Regions from separate parts of the Mus musculus genome. Here regions 2, 3, 4, 5 and 6 are each linked to region 1. Evidence: chromatin contacts called from public promoter capture Hi-C data. All regions are on one chromosome and are shown on one strand. Each heading gives the region's core, a stretch centred on a gene start, on an enhancer-like site or on the middle of the called end of the contact. The rest is flanking DNA. Distances are from core to core; before and after follow the strand shown.

Region 1 (2,888 bases), core at 185-2,684:
TCTCATCAGGAAGGGAAGGTCACTGGCATCTTAATCCCTTCCAAGTGCAGGTCACAAGGACATGACATGCACAGTGAAAGCGCTGGGTACAGCAGACTGAGAAATCTCCAGACACCCCCTCAACCTTTTTGTTCAAGTGATAAAGACTATACACCACTAGAAGTCCAGAAAAGTAGATCCTGCTGGTCTACACTGCACCTAGAATAATGACTGAGGCTGCTTGTGCCCAGGAGAGTCAGTTCTGAACTCTCCCCAAAGAAATGACTTTATTAAATAAGAGTATGGAGAAACGGTCAGGCCTAAAGTCACTCCAAAAAAATAAAAAAAGTTTTCCTTAAGTAAGAACAAGATGCCAGTGCATAAGCCACTTAGTTCACCAGAGAGACCTAAGAAAAGAGACAGTGAAGAATCATCCTGGGCTTAAAATAAATTTCAACCACTGACCTCAAAACCATCTGCCAAAATGTATTAGGCTGTGGAACAATGTATGCTCTGAGAATTAAAACAAAACAAAAACAAGTTATCGGTGAGCACTTCATGTAATATTACAGCTGGAAATAAGTGAGGCAAACACATCCCAAAAAGTGATATGGAATGAGCCCTGCTAAAACCACTATCGCCCAGATGACCCACCCAGGGCTGTAATCTCTGAGAAACAGACTTCACTAGAATTGCCTTGCCAACTCACTAAACAATCAAACAACAAGAGGAACAGAAGATGGAGAGCCACAAGGGGAATCAACATCTAGAATTACAGACCCTAAAACCCTAGTTTCCAAGAAGAGATTTTTGAGTTGTGCAAAGACAGGAAAATATAACCCATATACAGGAAAGCAAAGAACAGGCAATAAAAACTACCTCGGAGAGCCAGGGGGTGACAAAGCCTCATTACGAATGTGTTAGAGGAAATTCGGGGACTCATGCTTAAAGAGTTAAAATAAGTCAGTCAACAGGGACAACACAAGATTCAATTAGTAAAGTAGCCAGGACAAAAAGTAGATGCCTGTTTGCCTAGGGCCAGGGTAAAGGGGCTGGTGACCTCCTCCTACATTCGTCTAACTGGTGATATTTTGAAAGGGGAAAGTTCCTGAGAAAACTGTCATAGTGACCTTACTAGGCACTGGTGGGCACGACAGGGTCACTCATCTCTAGAGCATCACCCTGATCCCTCCGCCTACCGCCCCTTCTAGGGCTTTTCGAGGGACCACAGCCGGCAAGCGCCTCTTCAGTCGTGAGCTCCGAGATAGACGCATTTCCCGCTTTCCCTCTCCATCTCCCGCAGGAGGAACAGGGCCCGGACATGCGCACTGAGTTGCTGGCGGGGAGTGGGTGGGGCTCGCGCGCCTGGCTGGCTCCTTGTGCGCATGAGCGGAGCGGCCGCCAGAGCGGAAGTGGAGCTGCGGCGGGGAGGTGGAGCGGGAACGCGCTGAGGCTGGGTGAGCGGCTGACATGGCGCACTTGGGGCGTCTTATGGTTCCCCTGGCAGCTCTGGTCCTGCTGCTCTGGGCGGTCCCTGGGGCCCACGGACGGCGGAATAACGTGCGCGTCCTCACCGATGAGAACTGGACGTCGTTGCTGGAAGGAGAGTGGATGATAGAATTGTGAGTGCGGGGCGCTTGTCTGGGTGGCGGTGGCCTCCGCCGCCCCGTCCCTCAAGCTGGACACCTGACCAGCCCATCTTCCTCGGCCAGGTCTTGAGGTCCCAGCCTTTGCCGCCCCCAGCTCCAGGGTCATTTCCTAACCGGGAATATTACTTTTCTATCTAAGCGTGCACTGAGCCTCGTCGTTGCTAAGCACTGTGGTGCGATTAAAGGATTACGAGCTACATCGAATTCTCTGGAACAGACTAGCGGATTTGAGGGTGGGATTGGGTTGCGATGGAGGTCTTGGCTGTTTCTATAGACTTTTAGTGATCTTTTGTAGACATCCAGACTTTAAGTCTCCAAATTTTTACAAAAGTTGATATTGAACAAAATCTTGCTTTTAACCTGTCATTCGGAAATTGCTATGTTTATTCGGAAATTGGTATTTGTAATGCCTGAATTTTGAGCTCTTTATTTATTTTTATTTTGTGAGTTAGTTTTTTTAAATTGTAAATGCCAAATAAATGGGAATATATTAAAATCTTTATTTTCTTTTTTTTTCTTCTTGCCTACATTCATTTCTTTTGATATGAACCTCATTTTTCCTTGACCGGTGCGTTTGCAATTTAGAGAATGGCTTGAATTGTGATTTACAGGCCTGCGAATGGTATTGCACATGCATTAGTATGATTATTGATAGGCCCTTTAAATACTCCAGTTCATCATTTACTATTCAAACAAAATCACTTATCTTGTGTGATAATTCTACTTCAACAGTGTCCGCCGTCCTGCTGCTGTAGGAAATAAACTACCTTTGGCCTTTGTCTTAGATGATAAATTAGTGGAATGGTTAATTGACAGTGTTCCTGATACGGCATTATTGATGTGGCGAAAGCACCACCATTGAATGGTCATTGTTTACTGACACTACCCAGTATCTTTACATATGTTTTGGGGTGGGTAATTATTCTACATAATTCCTTATAGTAGATAACCACTCCCATCCCCTGCTTTACCGATTGGCCTGTTCAGATGCTGTCATAGTAGCTTTGTTGGGCTTCAAGAGTAAATATATGCAAGCGTTGTTAGCAACCCTTAAGCAAGATTCTGGTGTTTGCCTATGTTGTGATTGTGTTTAGGGCTGTACACTAAGGAAGAGGTGGAAGTGAACATCCTCAAGAGAGAACCTGGGTGAGGTCCATGATACCTGAGTTGTGAAACAAGAAAAAGGAGATTGCAGTAGGGAAGACGTTTAGTGTACTGACAGTTGGCCGTTCACTGAAGTCAGTTTTCAGGAGAGGAACG
Region 2 (2,888 bases), core at 184-2,683, 2.0 Mb after region 1:
GGGGTTCAAGTTTCAATACTCTGATAGATTCAGAAAAGAGCGGCTAGGAAATAAAGAAAGAAGGCTACAACTTCCAACCTTCCCAACAATGCTGTCCCTCCGGAATTCAGCTTGGGACTCATGGGGGTTTGTTTTCTGCGCGGGAGAAAGAGCTGAGCTGGAGGAAAACTGGAAAGGAGTAGGGTGTGGTGATTCCTTGAGGGAAGAGAAAGGGAAAATAAAGTCTCTGCGGTACTCCGGTGCCCTAAACCCAGCGGGAGGGTCCTGAGGCGGTGGGCCCGCCCGCTGATAGGCAGTCGTCTATCTCTGCTGTGGAGCTCGCTGAGCGCAAACACGCCCCAGAAAAACATCACAACCTGTCACTCCCCGCCCTGCTGCCCTGAGACCCCTGACAAGAAGAGAAAACTTGTTCCGGGGCGCAACAGAAGCCAGGCTTGCCAACGAGGACAATGTCTAAGGCTGAAAAAAGAGTAAAAATGAAATTACTGGACCAACAGCCTTCTTCCTCCTAGCCGCTGGCAGCACCCTGCTGTTTTCCACCAGTCCGCTAATATTTACAGTCGCCAGGAGCGAACCCCTACCTCCAGGTAGACAGGCCAGGAAGACGCAGAGAAAAGCTGTGGACTAGGGGACCCACAAGAAACACGGTCCCGGCCTCCATTTGCGGGGTCGCGGTGCGGGCCGGCTTACCTGTGGATGCAGTTTCCATGGCGACGGGAGGCGACCGGGCGGGGCCGGAGCACAGTTCCCGCGACGACGTTACCCCAGCTCCAGCGCCCGACCCCCAGGCGGGCTCCCCATCCTGCTGCGCTGGCCTGGCCCCCATCACCGCCGTCGCTTCGTCTTCCCCATCCCCCCGGCCCCCGAACCACTGGGACCCGGGGCTACCCAGAGACAGCGGCTCATCTTGCAGATCCGGCGGTGCGGCCATGGCTGGCTGTGCCCCAGGCTGGGCTACTGTGGCTTGGCAAGGCCGGGGTGCGCTGGCTAGGGACGCGGACGCTCCCTGCTGCTGTCCCTACCGGGACTCCGGACTCCAGAAGGCTGCAGAGTCTCCGCGCCACCGTCGCTGCTTTTGCTGCAACTCGGGCCGAGCCGCGGCTGCTGTTCTGGGCGCTTCGGCTCCTCCTTCTCCCCCTCCTCTTCCTCCGGGGCCCCGGGGCGGCTGCCGCCCGCGCTCCTCCCCTGCTCCAGAGGCAGCTTGCTGTGCCTGCGCTGCTTCGCTACTCCCAAGCCTGTTATTACGCAGGTGAAAATGGCCTGCTTGGTCCGAGTCCTCCCTAATGCACGTCAGCCCCGGGCCTGTTAATGGCAGCCTCTGATTAGGGGATGTGCCAAACCCACTTGTTTTACCCTTTATCTGGGGAAGAATACACAGAGAGGACCAGCAGGTACTGGCTGCAGCTTGACTAGACAAGAAGTTAAAACCAGACTGGAGTCCTAGGACTCTAGGATAGAAAGCGAATCTCAGAACAACCGTTCTGAGGGTTAGCTGCATAAAGGACACTGGCCTGAGCCTTGACCTGGTGATCTGCAACCTGGAGGTTAAATCCTTCATCCTGAAGTTTCCAGAACCGGCCCAAACAAACAAACAAAAACAATAACAAAACAGTATAGGAATGGGCCCTCAGATGGAACTCCACAAAAATGCTTTCCAGACCTGTCCCAAGTAGCATTGAAAGCAAACAGGATGCTACCAGGCATTAAACAACAACAACGACGACGACAGCAACAGCAACAACAAATGGCTGTGCCATATAAATGACAGGCCGTGTTGGGCAGTCTGTTTTGAGAAGTGGAAATCCACAGGAACTTCTTGCTCCCCCTCCCCACCCCTTTTCTGTGCTCTCTGATACTTAATGAACAGTAAAGGCGACTCACCTACATGTGCTATTCCCATATTTAGACCTATTTAGACCTATCTTTTCAAACAAGCCGTCTTACCGGTTCCTGAACTGTAAAATGGTGTGTGCCTTTCCTTTAAGTCTTGGCTCAAGTCTAACATCAGAGTAGATGAGTACAGTTATCGGTTAGTCCTACTCAAAAAAAGTGGAAGGCAACTGTGCCCTTGCATGCAGAGTGGTTGTGTAGGGTTCTCAGCTACCATTTGCATACCAGGAGCATCACAACTATCTGTAAATTCAAAGGCCAGAGTCATCAACATCTGGGACTCCTAAAAATGATGAAAATAGAAAATTTTTTATTCACTGTAATCTTTTGTTCTACTAGTACAACAATGCTCAAAAGATAGCAATAAATTGGAGGAAAATGTGTGTAATCTTACAGTCACCAAAATTTTACAGATTGATGTATTAAAAATTAATTCCTGAGTCCAGAGAGACAGCTTAGTATTTAAGAGTGATTGCTGCTTTTCCGGGGGACCAGACCTGACAGCTCACACTTGCCTGTAACTCCAATACACACACACACACACAAACCACTACACCTTTGAAAAAATTGGTTTCTATGAAATATGTTCATTATCTTCATAGTGACAATGGCATCACAGTTGTATGCATGGGACAAAAATCAAGTTGTCATGTGTATGTGTGCAATTCAATGTGTACCAGTTATTCTAATAAAGCTATAAAAATTATCTCCCTCTGTAATAACAAATTCTTGGTTATCCTGAATCATTATAGCTTTTTTTAACATAAGATAATAGGCACCTTGTTTAGAATGCCATAATGTATCAAGAATGCCAGGGAGGAACTTTCTTACAGTTTCATTATTAATATGCCAAGAACACTGGAAGCACATGGCTATTAAGGAATACTGAATTTGAGGCACTATGATAAAGAGAACATATAATTTGTTTCTCTGAAAAACACTAAAGAATAGAATCACTGGAAAACCTGACTAACTCCAAACCCCTTTGTATCCTTATG
Region 3 (2,888 bases), core at 126-2,625, 1.3 Mb before region 1:
GCTTAGTCCAACTGAAAAGAAAAAAACAAAACGGAGTCTATTACTTAGACTGTGATTCTGGCATTTATTTCCACTGGTTCCCCCTAGTTATTCCCCGATACAAGACCACACAAAATTACATTAACCATGTCATGTACTCCGGAGTTACTAAATAGCCCGTTTCTGCAGTTCATCTTAACCCGAAAAAACCTAGACCAGACGGAGGAGGGACCGATCCTGACACACTTGAGTCATTCAAGTCTCTAAACTGTAAGGCTAGGCTTACAGTAACTATTTCATCAATAATGTAAGTCTGAGCTTAAAACTCTCTGCTGCACCTCAGCAGTGTCAAATACCATGCAGGCCCATTAAACACAAGTTTATTTAAAACTGGTCCCGCAGCTGGGTGTGATGCACACCTTTAATCCCAGCAGAGAATCTGTGTTCCAGGACAGCCAGGGCTACGGAGAAACCCGGTTAAAATACTTTTTAAAAAAATTGGTACAAATAAAAAGCAGATGAAATATATATACAGTGGTTTTGACCAAAAAAGGAGACTTTTGAGACATCAACCTTAGAACAAATAAAAAGCCAAAACCCTGGCTAAAACATAGCAGTGTGTTCACTAGATTCACTTAGGTTTCGGTGTGTGAAGTCTAGAGCTCTTCCCAGTATGATCAAACATCCTGGGCCAGAAATTTAAGACACGTATTGGGTTAGGAATATTCAGTTACTATGTAGAAACTGCACCACCTCCTACCCACCTGACACCTAAATCTGACCAGGCATTAAACCCTTCACCCTTCCCTTCTGGAACTCTTAAAACCCTCCGCTGTGTGCATCGTGGACGGCAGCGACCAACCGCGCGTACCTTAATGAAGCCTATGTCCTTCGCGTACTGCCGGAAGCACTGGCGGCACATGTTCAGCCCGTATTTGCGGATCAGACCGTGGCGGTTGGAGCAGACGCGGCTGGGAGGAGGAAGGACAAGGAGATGGCCTTAATGGAGCCGCCACAGTAAGGTACAGCACTCCTCAGCTTCCCCACCACCCGCAGCAGGGCCCGCCCGGCCCGGCCTAGCTAAGCCCGTAATGGCGACGGCAGCACCGAACGCCCTGCGCGCCGCCCGCGGGCCTTGAATTTCCGACACCCAGTCACCAACAATGGCCCTTCCCTCTAACCGCGGTCTCCACAACCCGCTCCTCACCAAGAGCGGGAACCCTGGCCGAACTTCCGTGGGTGACTCCAGTAGAGCTGCTGGTGACCCATCTTGCCTTCAGACGCCCAACGAGGAGAAAGGAACGAGTCGGCTCGCGCAGGCGCTCTTCAAAGTTTTTTGGAGCTACACGCTACCCAGAATACAACGCTAAGACGTGACGCGTACGCCGTGCGACAACATTGGTCCGCGTGCTCTGAGTGACATTTCTAAGGCTGGCTGGGCGGGCACAGTGAGTGACGTCACGGCCCGCCGCAGCTCTAGTATCTCCCCGTCGCTCTCAGCGCTCGCCGGGCGCGGTGGCGCACGCCTGTAGTCCCAGCTACTCGGGAGGCTGAGACAGGAGGATCGCTTGAGTCCAGGAGTTCTGGGCTGTAGTGCGCTATGCCGATCGGGTGTCCGCACTAAGTTCGGCATCAATATGGTGACCTCCCGGGAGCGGGGGACCACCAGGTTGCCTAAGGAGGGGTGAACCGGCCCAGGTCGGAAACGGAGCAGGTCAAAACTCCCGTGCTGATCAGTAGTGGGATCGCGCCTGTGAATAGCCACTGCACTCCAGCCTGGGCAACATAGCGAGACCCCGTCTCTTTTTGGACACTTAATAATATTAACATTATTCTCACTTTCTTTTTAATTCACCCTTTTCTCATATAATACATTTCAACCTTAATTTTTTACATTGTCTTAACACAAACGTTCGCTTACAAACGTGATTTTTTTTTTCCTTTACTCACTACTGACACCTACTGGCGTGAAATTATATGACAACTTAAATCAAGTGTAATGAGTAAGAGTCAACGATAGGGGCCTCTTATTAAATCTTTTGACCTCATATACTCCAAAAAGAAATCCACATCATTCCATGGATGGAAAATAGGGTCTTACGTATATGTGAGTATACCACCCTTGATACCTAAATATAATCGCCTACATTTACTTTTCATTTGTTTTTGTGTAGACAAGACTGGCCCAAGACTCTCATTTTGCCCATAATAGACTCACACTCCCTATCCTAATGTCTCAGCCTCTAATAATGGGCTTGCTTGTGCCACCAAACGCAGGCTAAGTGGATGAATATGAAGAAAAGTAATATAAAATAAAAGTTGTTTTCATCAGATAATTTAATAGCAAAACAAGTAACGACAAACTTCAAAAGACAAATTTATAAAAAATAAAAAATATATAAAATAAAAATAAAACCTAAAATTGCACAAAGCCCTGCCCCCTGAAATAAAAGCTTTAACTAAATCTAGAATGTAGCAGAGTAAAATTAAGAAAAAAAGCCTTTTGTAGAAGACTTTTAATAGAAACTTTAAAAAAAACTTTAAAGTATGCTACTTCAAAATTTTGGTAGACAATCCTTACCCAATTATTTCATAATGAAAGAGTCACAGATTTAAAGACCAGATATAATTTAATGTCTGTTGTCAGTCTTCAAATCTAGTGTTTTACACAAACACACACACACATATACACATATACAAATACACACACACATATACACATAAACAAACACACACACCGCGATTCCCTCACCTTTTCAATTCCAGTTCTGTTGTTGTTGTTGATCTATCTCTCTGTCTTGCTTTGACAACATGTAATACAACTAAACAAACGGGAGAACACAGGAGGGTACTGTTGCTAGACAGAGTAAGAAGATAACGCTGCTGAAGGACACAGCTCACTGGTGCCT
Region 4 (2,888 bases), core at 181-2,680, 1.3 Mb before region 1:
CTAGTATTTAGGAGGCAGAGGTAGACCCAGACTCAAATTATGTTTGAAAACAAAACCCCCTAAATATGCAATCCTACTGAGAATCAAAACACAAGGCTTGGTATCATTAACAGTAACTTTATTCTCTAGCAGGTCATTTCTCTACTGCTTCAGTATTTTCCTCTCAGAGAACACAAGTTTTAGAACTGGATCACTTGGCCCTTCCTCTTCTTGTCGCCTCCCAGTTCAAAATGCTTGCATCTCTTAATGGCCAGCATCCTCTTGGATCTGCAGTTGGGCTCAACACACTCAAGCCTGAGCACAATCTTCTTTGTGGTTTTGGCCTTCTTTCGAAAGATTGGCTTTGTCTGCCCACCGTAGCCACTCTGCTTGCGATCGTAGCGCCGCTTTCCTTGGGCATACAGGGAATCCTTGCCCTTCTTATACTGGGTCACTTTGTGAGGCTGATGCTTGCCACATTTCTTACAGAAAGTCCTTCGGGTTTTTGGTACGTTGACCATGTTTGCAGTAGAAGTGTCTGCGATGAGAACTGTAAGAAAGTTTCAGACATTAAAGATCTTCAAACTCGAAAGTTTTAAACAGGTATAATTTGTAGGAACATATAAAAAAAAAACAGTAATGTTCGAAAATTTGTGAACCCACCAAGTACTCATTTCCCACGTGAATAAAAGGCCAACACGCAGCTGAGTGGATGAGCACTGGCTTAAACACCGGGGTTCAATCCTTACCACTTCAAGCCTATAGAAAAACTGTTTTTTGTTTTTTTAAACTAAAACGAGGCATTAACAGTTAAAAACTCAGACCTGATGGAGTGTGTCCTGGGAGGCTGAGGCAGAGGATTGCTAGTTGAGGTCTGCCTTAGCGTCCAAAGGAACTGACACTTGGAGTGGCCATTACAGTTCTCCCCAAACCAGCGTCCAATTTCTTAGGTCTCACTGCAAGGACAACGCAGTGGCGTCCGGGTAGAGAAGTTTTGCTCGGACTACCCCACAGCAATTCCCTCCGTTTTCTAGCTACGAATGGCTTACAACGAAATATAGTCGTTTCTGCAACAACCGGGCTCGTTCCTTCCCCCCAGCCACGTCAGTCTGTTTTGGCTTCACCCCCTCTAAAGCACCGTCACTCTCCAGCGGGCCCGAAGGCTGACGTGTCGTTAGCAGCCAGCACGCCTCGCCGCCCGGGAGCCGCCATGCTGGAGCGGTCTCTTCCGAGAGAGCCGCGGGCTGACCTCAAGCCGCGGCGGGCAGCACCTGCCCCTTTCCGACGCCTCAAAGAGCTAGGTCGGCTCCGGCTTCCAGGCGACCGCGGTCCCCAAGGAAGCAGCTACCGCTCTGCTCCAGACTTACCGAGAGACCGGCCGCCGCGATCCCCGACTCAACCGCACGCGCCGAACAGGAAAGGGACGAACAGAGCGGAAGTCGGAACTGAACCTGAGCGACGGGAATGCGAACCAATAAGCAGCGGCCTCCTCCGGAGGCTTCTGAGAAGCGCCAATCAGCGCCCGGCGGGGCGGGGCGGGGCGGAGGGTGTGGGCCGGAGGGCCCGGGCGCTCGCAGGCCAGTCGCGGCTTGTCAGAGCGGTCGCTGCCGGAGCGGGGCGAGGCTGCGGCGTTCGGTGTCGCCGTTCCGCCGTGCGAGCAAGGATGAGCGCGCAGAGGACGCAGAGCCACGGGCAGCGCAGGTAAAGGAATCACGGTGTCGGCGACCGCGGCGGGGCTTCTTCCGGGACCCCCGGGTGCTGAATGGAGAGGACCGAGGCGACGTTGAGCCGCGGCTCGTAGCGGCGGGGCGGCTGCCGGAGCTGCAACTGCCAGAGAGGATGCGCGGAGCCCGGGCGGCGCGAGGCAGTTGAGAGCCTTCGGGCCCCAGGACGCCGGAGCCCGGGATGAGTTAGCGAGGGCCGCCGCGGGGGCCAGTTCCTAGGGCTGCAGGCCAAGGCGACGGCGCCGCCCGCCCGCCCCTTCCGTGCAGAGGCCGCCAGCTTCTTTTCCGCGCCCGCGCTCCGGGCCCTGGAGACCATGAGGTTCCGCATCTACAAACGGAAGGTGCTAATCCTGACGCTCGTGGTGGCCGCCTGCGGCTTCGTCCTCTGGAGTAGCAATGGGCGACAAAGGAAGAGCGACGCCCTTGGCCCGCCGCTGCTGGACGCGGAGCCCGTACGGGGTGCGGGCCACCTTGCTGTGTCCGTAGGCATCCGCAGGGTCTCAAACGAATCGGCCGCTCCTCTGGTTCCCGCGGTCCCGCGGCCGGAGGTGGACAACCTAACGCTGCGGTACCGGTCCCTGGTGTACCAGTTGAACTTCGATCAGATGCTGAGGAACGTCGGTAATGACGGCACCTGGAGCCCCGGGGAGCTGGTGCTGGTGGTCCAGGTGCATAACAGGCCGGAATACCTCAGGTTGCTGATAGACTCGCTTCGCAAAGCCCAGGGTATTCAGGAAGTCCTAGTCATCTTTAGCCATGACTTCTGGTCCGCAGAGATCAACAGTCTGATCTCCAGGGTGGATTTCTGCCCGGTTCTGCAAGTGTTCTTTCCGTTCAGCATTCAGCTGTACCCGAATGAGTTTCCGGGTAGTGACCCTAGAGATTGCCCCAGAGACCTAAAGAAGAATGCAGCTCTGAAGTTGGGGTGCATCAATGCCGAATACCCTGACTCCTTCGGCCATTACAGAGAGGCCAAGTTCTCACAAACCAAACACCATTGGTGGTGGAAGCTGCATTTTGTATGGGAAAGAGTCAAAGTTCTTCAAGATTACACTGGCCTTATACTCTTCCTGGAAGAGGACCACTACTTAGCCCCAGACTTTTACCATGTCTTCAAAAAGATGTGGAAACTGAAGCAGCAGGAGTGTCCTGGGTGTGACGTCCTCTCTCTAGGGACCTACACCA
Region 5 (2,888 bases), core at 102-2,601, 1.2 Mb before region 1:
CTATTGATAGTCTCATGGAGTGACAGAAGTCTAGTCTCTTGAGGACAAGGGACAGCAGTGGCTCTGTGGTGTAGATTACCTTCATCTGGCTTCTGTGGCAAGATTCTCTGGGATGCTAACTGTTCTTGTTAACTGAAGTGTATCCGTCCAGAACATGGGTTTTGTGCTTAAAAGCTCACTCTGAGAAAGGCTCGTTGCTACACTGGGATCCCAAACTAATAAAGACTTTCTATTGCCTTAAGTTCATGTCTGAGCTGTCCTCTCTAGTGGCTATCCCCACAACACCATCAAATTTTTCTTGCAAACAATAATCACGAGGCAGTAAAATGTGTCCAAGTGCAGCTCATCTGGAATAAGGCTGATCTGTGGAGGAATATCCACTTGCATGCTCCTGACCCCTAGGGCAAGGTGATTTCCACTGTTGGACGATCAGTTGCTCACCACAAACCTCAGCTTAGTGCAAATTGGTCATTCACATTACAGCAGATTTGCAGTGTGAGAGGTTGTGGCCAACAGTGAGAGATGTCTTCTACCCGCCAAACATGAAACTGATGCTAGATTTTCTTCTCCAGTGTCATCCAGCACGAAGTGGCTGGTGGAAACGCTGCCAATCTCTTTTTGACAGTATACACCCTGGGCAGCAGCAGGAAGGCCATTTCTCTCTCTGACTGTCTCTTGCAATGGCAGTGAGGAAGGCCCCCCTCAGCACAGCACCAAGGGCACTGGACATCTCTTGCATGGCAAAATTGCCCCAGGGAGACCTGGATGAATCTGGTCAAGAAACAGAATCTGCCTGGTGGAGCACACCTTTTATCCCAGCGCTTTAATCTCAAACCCCAGACCCTTAACTCTTGTGTTTCAGCAAGTACATCTCCAGCAACTGGTGAGAGTTTCAAAGAGAAAAGCTTTTTTTGGTCGTTTTTGTTAAGTGTGTATTTTGCTCAGTATATATTTAGCAGTCCCAAAACGAAGAGAGGGAGAAAGAAAAAAAAAAAAGACAAGATGAGCAGCACGGAGAGCCACCATTTAAATGAGGAGCCTGAAGTGTTTTCCAGACCAGCCTTATTTTATGGGCGAGGAATTGGGTTTAAATAATTCGTAATTTTCATTTGGCCTCTTAGAAGCCCAGATTGTGAGTCTGGGATTCGCATTCTTTCCCCAAGGGTGGGTTGTTATGGTTTAGGAACTATCCAGGCCAGAGCACCCTGAGGCGGGAGGACGGATGTTGGGAGGACTCAGATGCCCAAGGGCCCGACTGGGAGGACTACACAGCAGTAGGACAGCACTGCGGTGGGACCGGACGACGGGAGGCTCAGCAGCGCAGGGGGCGAGAGCGCTTCCGGAGCGTGGGGACAGTGTCCGCTGCGGACGACTTCCGGCGGCGGCATAAACAAGGCCCCGGCGGCCGGAGGCGGGGCGGGCTGCGAGTGCGAGCCCCGTCGGCCGCTCTCCCGCTCTGAGCCAGGACCCGGCCGCGGCGCGGTCCCCGCGAGACCCGCAGCCGCTGTCGGCGCGCGCCCCAGCGCTCGTCCCGGAGGCGGAGGCGTAGCGCAGGACAGGCGGGTCGTCAGCGCTGGCTGCGCGCCGCGGTCCACCGCTCCGCTTTCCTTTGTCTCCCGTCTGCGGGGCCGGAGCGGTCTCGGTGGCCAGCGGTGCAGCCTCAAGATGGCTGATGGCAACGAGGATGCTCGAGCGGAGGATCTGCCGGGCCCGGCCTTCGAGAACTACGAGGCCATGGAGCTGGCCTGCCCGGCTGAACGCAGCGGCCACGTCGCTGTCAGCGATGGGCGCCACATGTTCGTCTGGGGCGGCTACAAGGTCAGTAGGGCGGAGTGGGCACGATCGCCGCCGCGGCTCTTGCTCATTCAGGAGAGCATCTTCCCGCCCTGCCCTGGTGGATTCGGGGATCCTGGGCTATTGTCACCGCTCTCTTGAACTTATGAGTCAGCCTATCCCACGCACCCCCTACGCATTGTCTTTGGAGTGAGCGGAGCGAGGTTCTGTTATTGTGGGTCGCGTAGCGGGTGACTGTGGCCCGAGGTACGGAAAAGGGTGGGGGCGAGGGTGTGTGAGAATCACTCATATACCTTTGGGCCCGGTCGCCCGGAGCTGGGGCCATTTAGCCGACAGACACTATATTCAACAATATTGTCACTGTGTGAACCAAGGCCACAGGAATCGCTTGCTCAACCTCCCCGAAGGTGTAACGGTGTCATCAACACCTGTGCAGATGCCCCCACCTATCTATTGTTTGAACGCAGGGCCATTTTTCTTAACTGGTCTCAGCTGAGAAAGGATTGCTCCTCAGTAGGCCTTACTGCGGATTTTAAAGGAAAAAATAGCCAGTGAATCCCCAGCAGCGTATGTAATTGGAGTGCAGGCCTTTGGACTTTGTGACCAAGTATCTTTTTAGTCATTTGCATTGTTTTATACCGCGAGCTGGGGAATACTGCTCAGTTACCTCCTTAAACCGCTGCTCACTGGTTCTTCTGTACTGGTTTTAGAATTCCATGATACACTCACTCTAGTTCTTGGATTTCATGTGGTGCACACTCATTTGAGCCATTTGACCTAAAACTATTTTAGTGTTAAAATGACGCCCCCCCACCCCCCTTGGGAAGTCCAGTTCTCTGCGCCTGTGGTTTGCTTAAGGACTCTAATAGCTTATAGTACTGACGACCTGATCATAGGTGGCCATTTTGAGACAACTGTCCCATACCTTGTCGGTTTAACCATTAGTTATTTTGCCAGCGTGAATTAATGCATTCTGTTGTCCCTGGCTTCCAGGAATCAGGTATTTAGAGGTCGATGTCGAGAATTCTAGAGATTAGAGAGCAGGTGTGTAGTGACTATAGTAGAGAGCAGGTGTGTAGTGACTATTATTTATT
Region 6 (2,888 bases), core at 175-2,674, 1.1 Mb before region 1:
CAACAACAACAACAACAATGAAGCAAGTTCCAGGTCAGCAGATTAAGGCACATGGATCAAGTCTGGGGATTTAAGTTGGATCTTACCCCTGACCCCTCATCTCACAGCAAAACTGACTCCCCCCCAGGTTGTCTTCTGACATTCACTTGAGAGCCCCAAGTTGTACCTGTTTGTTGTTTCCACCTACACAGACACACACACACACACACATACATACATACATGATAAATAGATAGATAAATGGAGTTTTAAAAATTAGCTCCAAACTTAAAATTTACCTTCATGGCAAAACTCGACGGCATCATGTTCTTAGGCCACTCAAATTCTGTTGTATGAATACGTATACCAGACTCAAGTAACAGTGTAGCTTTAAAATCAGGTCTGTTCAAGAGAAAGCCAAATTTTTCTTTAGGGAATTTGCCAAAACTTATTCTCTGAATTTAAAAAAACAAAACCTAAAATGCAGGATATATATATATATATATATATCATAATTTACCAAAAACAATCTTATAAAATATTCTTACTTTTGAAGCCGAATAAGATATGTCTTGTTATCCACATCATAAACGTTGTTTACTCTCATTCCTAGCAAGCTGAAAAAAAAAGAAACATATAACAAATCATTGTTCTTGGTTGAAGCAAAACTTTCCATCATTTATTGGTGTTGTGGAAAAGGAACTCTTCCGCTAAGATACCTCCACCGCCTATAAAGGTATCCTCAAATTAAATGTAGACTTTTAAGCACAAAAGTGGCCTGTTGATCTCAGTAACACCAGACTACTAGTGCTGGGGTGGGGTGGGGGGTGTAAATACAGTAAAATTAAGTCTAAATGACTTATTCGGAGCGGAGGAAGTAGCCGAGTCCCCGAAAATGCGACAAAGCTCACACAGCTGAATAGGCGACAAGTCCAGGACACAGGTCCAAATCTGCCCATTTCAGCTGGAAGGCCCTGCTACTTCTCTTTGGGAAGAAGGACGGGAATTCTGAAGAAGCCAGGCCGCCAGTCTGGAGCAAAGACGATCACTCCCGTTCTACCAAACGCTCGCTGCGGGACTCAGGCCACCCCGGCAAGACCTCTCGGAATCAGCGCCAGGGAGATGCAGCATCAGGCACGGTCCCCGGGGGGGGGGGGGGGGGGGGTGTCTCCCGGGGGCACCGGCCCCGGGCTCGGCCCCCAGGCCTAGAGAATCCCCGAGGCACCGGGACGACCGTGAGGCTCTCCGTCTCGCGACCACCCGGTGCCCGGCCTCCGCTCCCTCTGCTGTGAACGAGCCTGTCCACTCCCACCACCATACCTCGCATTCAGTTCCGCGAGCACTGCGCGGAGGTCAACCGTGCTGAACCGGCTCTTCATGGCTAGGCTGCGTGTCGCTACCGCAGTCCTTTCAGGGACTGAGCCGACGCAGGACCACTATGCTTCTGCGCATGAGCGCTTGGCTTGTGTCTACGGCAACCCAAATGACCCAATATTACTTATAGTGAAAGTGCGCTATTTAACCGAAGTTTGTTGTCAAATCATGATCAATTATTTTTTTCACTGTGTAAAAAAAACTCGACATAGAACTAACTACCTTCTCGAAACTGCGTCCTTTCCTTGAACAATGACCGGGTTAATCCCGTCCCCTTGTTTGGGGATTAAAATGGGTCTCCATTAGGATCCTGTAGGTCATTAACCATTAATCAGTTGCCCCAGGAAGGCGCTATCGCTCAGGATGGAAGAGCAAGGGGTCTTTCTAAACGCGAATTTGAGACTAGACAAAAACCAACGGTTGGTTTTCCCTGACTCTGACAAGCCGTAGAGATGGGTTCCTATTTTGCTGGGTACTACTCTCCGAAATAGGATTCTGCGGCATACTGTAGAATTCTCATTCAAGTTGAATGGGGTGGGGTTCTATATAGCCCGAGTTTCATAAATTCTTGGCACCTCAAATACTCAAAAATTCACTAAGTAAAGATGTCAGATAAAAATAAAGTAAGAGTTCCCATGGGAGAAGGAGAAAAAGTTCTCCTCCCACACCCCAGCGTTCTCTAAACTGCTTCAAGTTCTGCATGCTACCAATTCATACATAAATTATTCAGGGTTCAAATATACGATAGTTAATTCGTCTAAATTTTTCTTTTTAAAAGTTCTAATGTTAGTAATAAACAAATCTAAAACTAAGAACAAAAATCTACTAGTTTTGGACAGTGGAAGGTGTGTGTGTGTGGGGGGGTGGTTGTCATGGTCATTTTTGATACAGGGTCTTTCTATGTAGCCCAGGACACCTTAGAACTCTGAATTTTCTTGTCTCTGCCTTTTTGAGTGCTGAAATTACCAACACATTTAGAAACTGGAGGAATTTTAAAATCAGTGAAACATGTATTTAAAAGTTTAAAGTCATTAGCATTCACATCGCTATAAGTTCTTAGAATGGGTGACCAAAAAAGCAAAAGAAAGCAGGGAAAGTGTCAAATTTGTATATCTAAAAACATAAGGATTTTTGTAATTACTCTGCTTTTGAGACAGGGCATGCTATATAGTCAAGGTTAGTCTAAACTCACCCTATAAGCCAGGCTGTCCTCAGTCTCCCTCTGATTCCAGCCTCATTGGTATTGGAATTGCAGGTACATACTATCATGCCCAGATAGATCATAAACCTTTAATGTTGGCAAATGTGTTAATCTAGTTTCTATTGTTGTAACAAAATACCAACAGTTAAACAATGTACAAAGTTCACAGTTTTAGCAGCTGGAACTCTGAAACTGAGTAGCCACATCTATTTCAATCTAACAAGGGCAGCCCCCCTGCTACATTCCAGCATCTTGAGGGAAGCACATGGAAAGAGAGGGGGCAGTTCCGAGGTGAGACGGAAGCAGCAGGGGTGCACGCGCCAGGCTTCTTCTT

What was found. Promoter capture Hi-C pulls out the DNA fragments that hold promoters and counts their contacts. Capture Hi-C pulls out chosen DNA fragments and counts their contacts.
Region 2: a contact with region 1 is called in a promoter capture Hi-C map of liver, with 4 times the contacts expected there. The contact joins the promoter of Rtn1 here to the promoter of Tmx1 in region 1. A contact is called at or near these places in 2 of 39 promoter capture datasets (both in liver).
Region 3: a promoter capture Hi-C map of liver shows a contact between it and region 1, with 3 times the contacts expected there. The contact joins the promoter of Rps29 here to the promoter of Tmx1 in region 1. A contact is called at or near these places in 2 of 39 promoter capture datasets (erythroid cells and pre-B cells) and 2 of 9 other capture datasets (adipose tissue and liver).
Region 4: a promoter capture Hi-C map of pre-B cells shows a contact between it and region 1, with 7 times the contacts expected there. The contact joins the promoter of Rpl36al here to the promoter of Tmx1 in region 1. A contact is called at or near these places in 5 of 39 promoter capture datasets (the C10 cell line, the HPC-7 cell line, erythroid cells and 2 more) and 1 of 115 datasets of contacts at active chromatin or transcription factors (cardiomyocytes).
Region 5: a contact with region 1 is called in a promoter capture Hi-C map of pre-B cells, with 4 times the contacts expected there. The contact joins the promoter of Klhdc2 here to the promoter of Tmx1 in region 1. A contact is called at or near these places in 2 of 39 promoter capture datasets (erythroid cells and pre-B cells).
Region 6: a promoter capture Hi-C map of erythroid cells shows a contact between it and region 1, with 4 times the contacts expected there. The contact joins the promoter of Nemf here to the promoter of Tmx1 in region 1. A contact is called at or near these places in 3 of 39 promoter capture datasets (erythroid cells, liver and pre-B cells) and 1 of 484 Hi-C or Micro-C datasets (B cells).

The regions. Positions count from the first base shown.
Region 1 is chr12:70,451,720-70,454,607 of GRCm38.p6, forward strand. Tmx1 (thioredoxin-related transmembrane protein 1) reads left to right here and starts at 1,435. Exons shown (of 8, transcript NM_028339.1): 1 at 1,435-1,601. The coding sequence starts at 1,450.
Region 2 is chr12:72,407,621-72,410,508 of GRCm38.p6, forward strand. It overlaps Rtn1 (reticulon 1), which reads right to left and starts at 1,434. Exons shown (of 9, transcript NM_153457.7): 1 at 691-1,434. The coding sequence starts at 931.
Region 3 is chr12:69,157,811-69,160,698 of GRCm38.p6, forward strand. Rps29 (ribosomal protein S29) reads right to left here and starts at 1,376. Exons shown (of 3, transcript NM_009093.2): 1 at 1,187-1,376; 2 at 851-950; 3 at 1-11. The coding sequence starts at 1,248. The coding sequence ends at 3. It also overlaps Rn7s1.
Region 4 is chr12:69,182,637-69,185,524 of GRCm38.p6, forward strand. It overlaps Rpl36al (ribosomal protein L36A-like), which reads right to left and starts at 1,431. Exons shown (of 2, transcript NM_025589.4): 1 at 1,347-1,431; 2 at 98-529. The coding sequence starts at 500. The coding sequence ends at 180. It overlaps Mgat2 (mannoside acetylglucosaminyltransferase 2), which reads left to right and starts at 1,522. Exons shown (of 1, transcript NM_146035.2): 1 at 1,522-2,888. The coding sequence starts at 2,018.
Region 5 is chr12:69,295,330-69,298,217 of GRCm38.p6, forward strand. Klhdc2 (kelch domain containing 2) reads left to right here and starts at 1,352. Exons shown (of 13, transcript NM_027117.3): 1 at 1,352-1,818. The coding sequence starts at 1,666.
Region 6 is chr12:69,355,752-69,358,639 of GRCm38.p6, forward strand. It overlaps Nemf (nuclear export mediator factor), which reads right to left and starts at 1,425. Exons shown (of 33, transcript NM_025441.3): 1 at 1,300-1,425; 2 at 528-596; 3 at 279-381. The coding sequence starts at 1,358.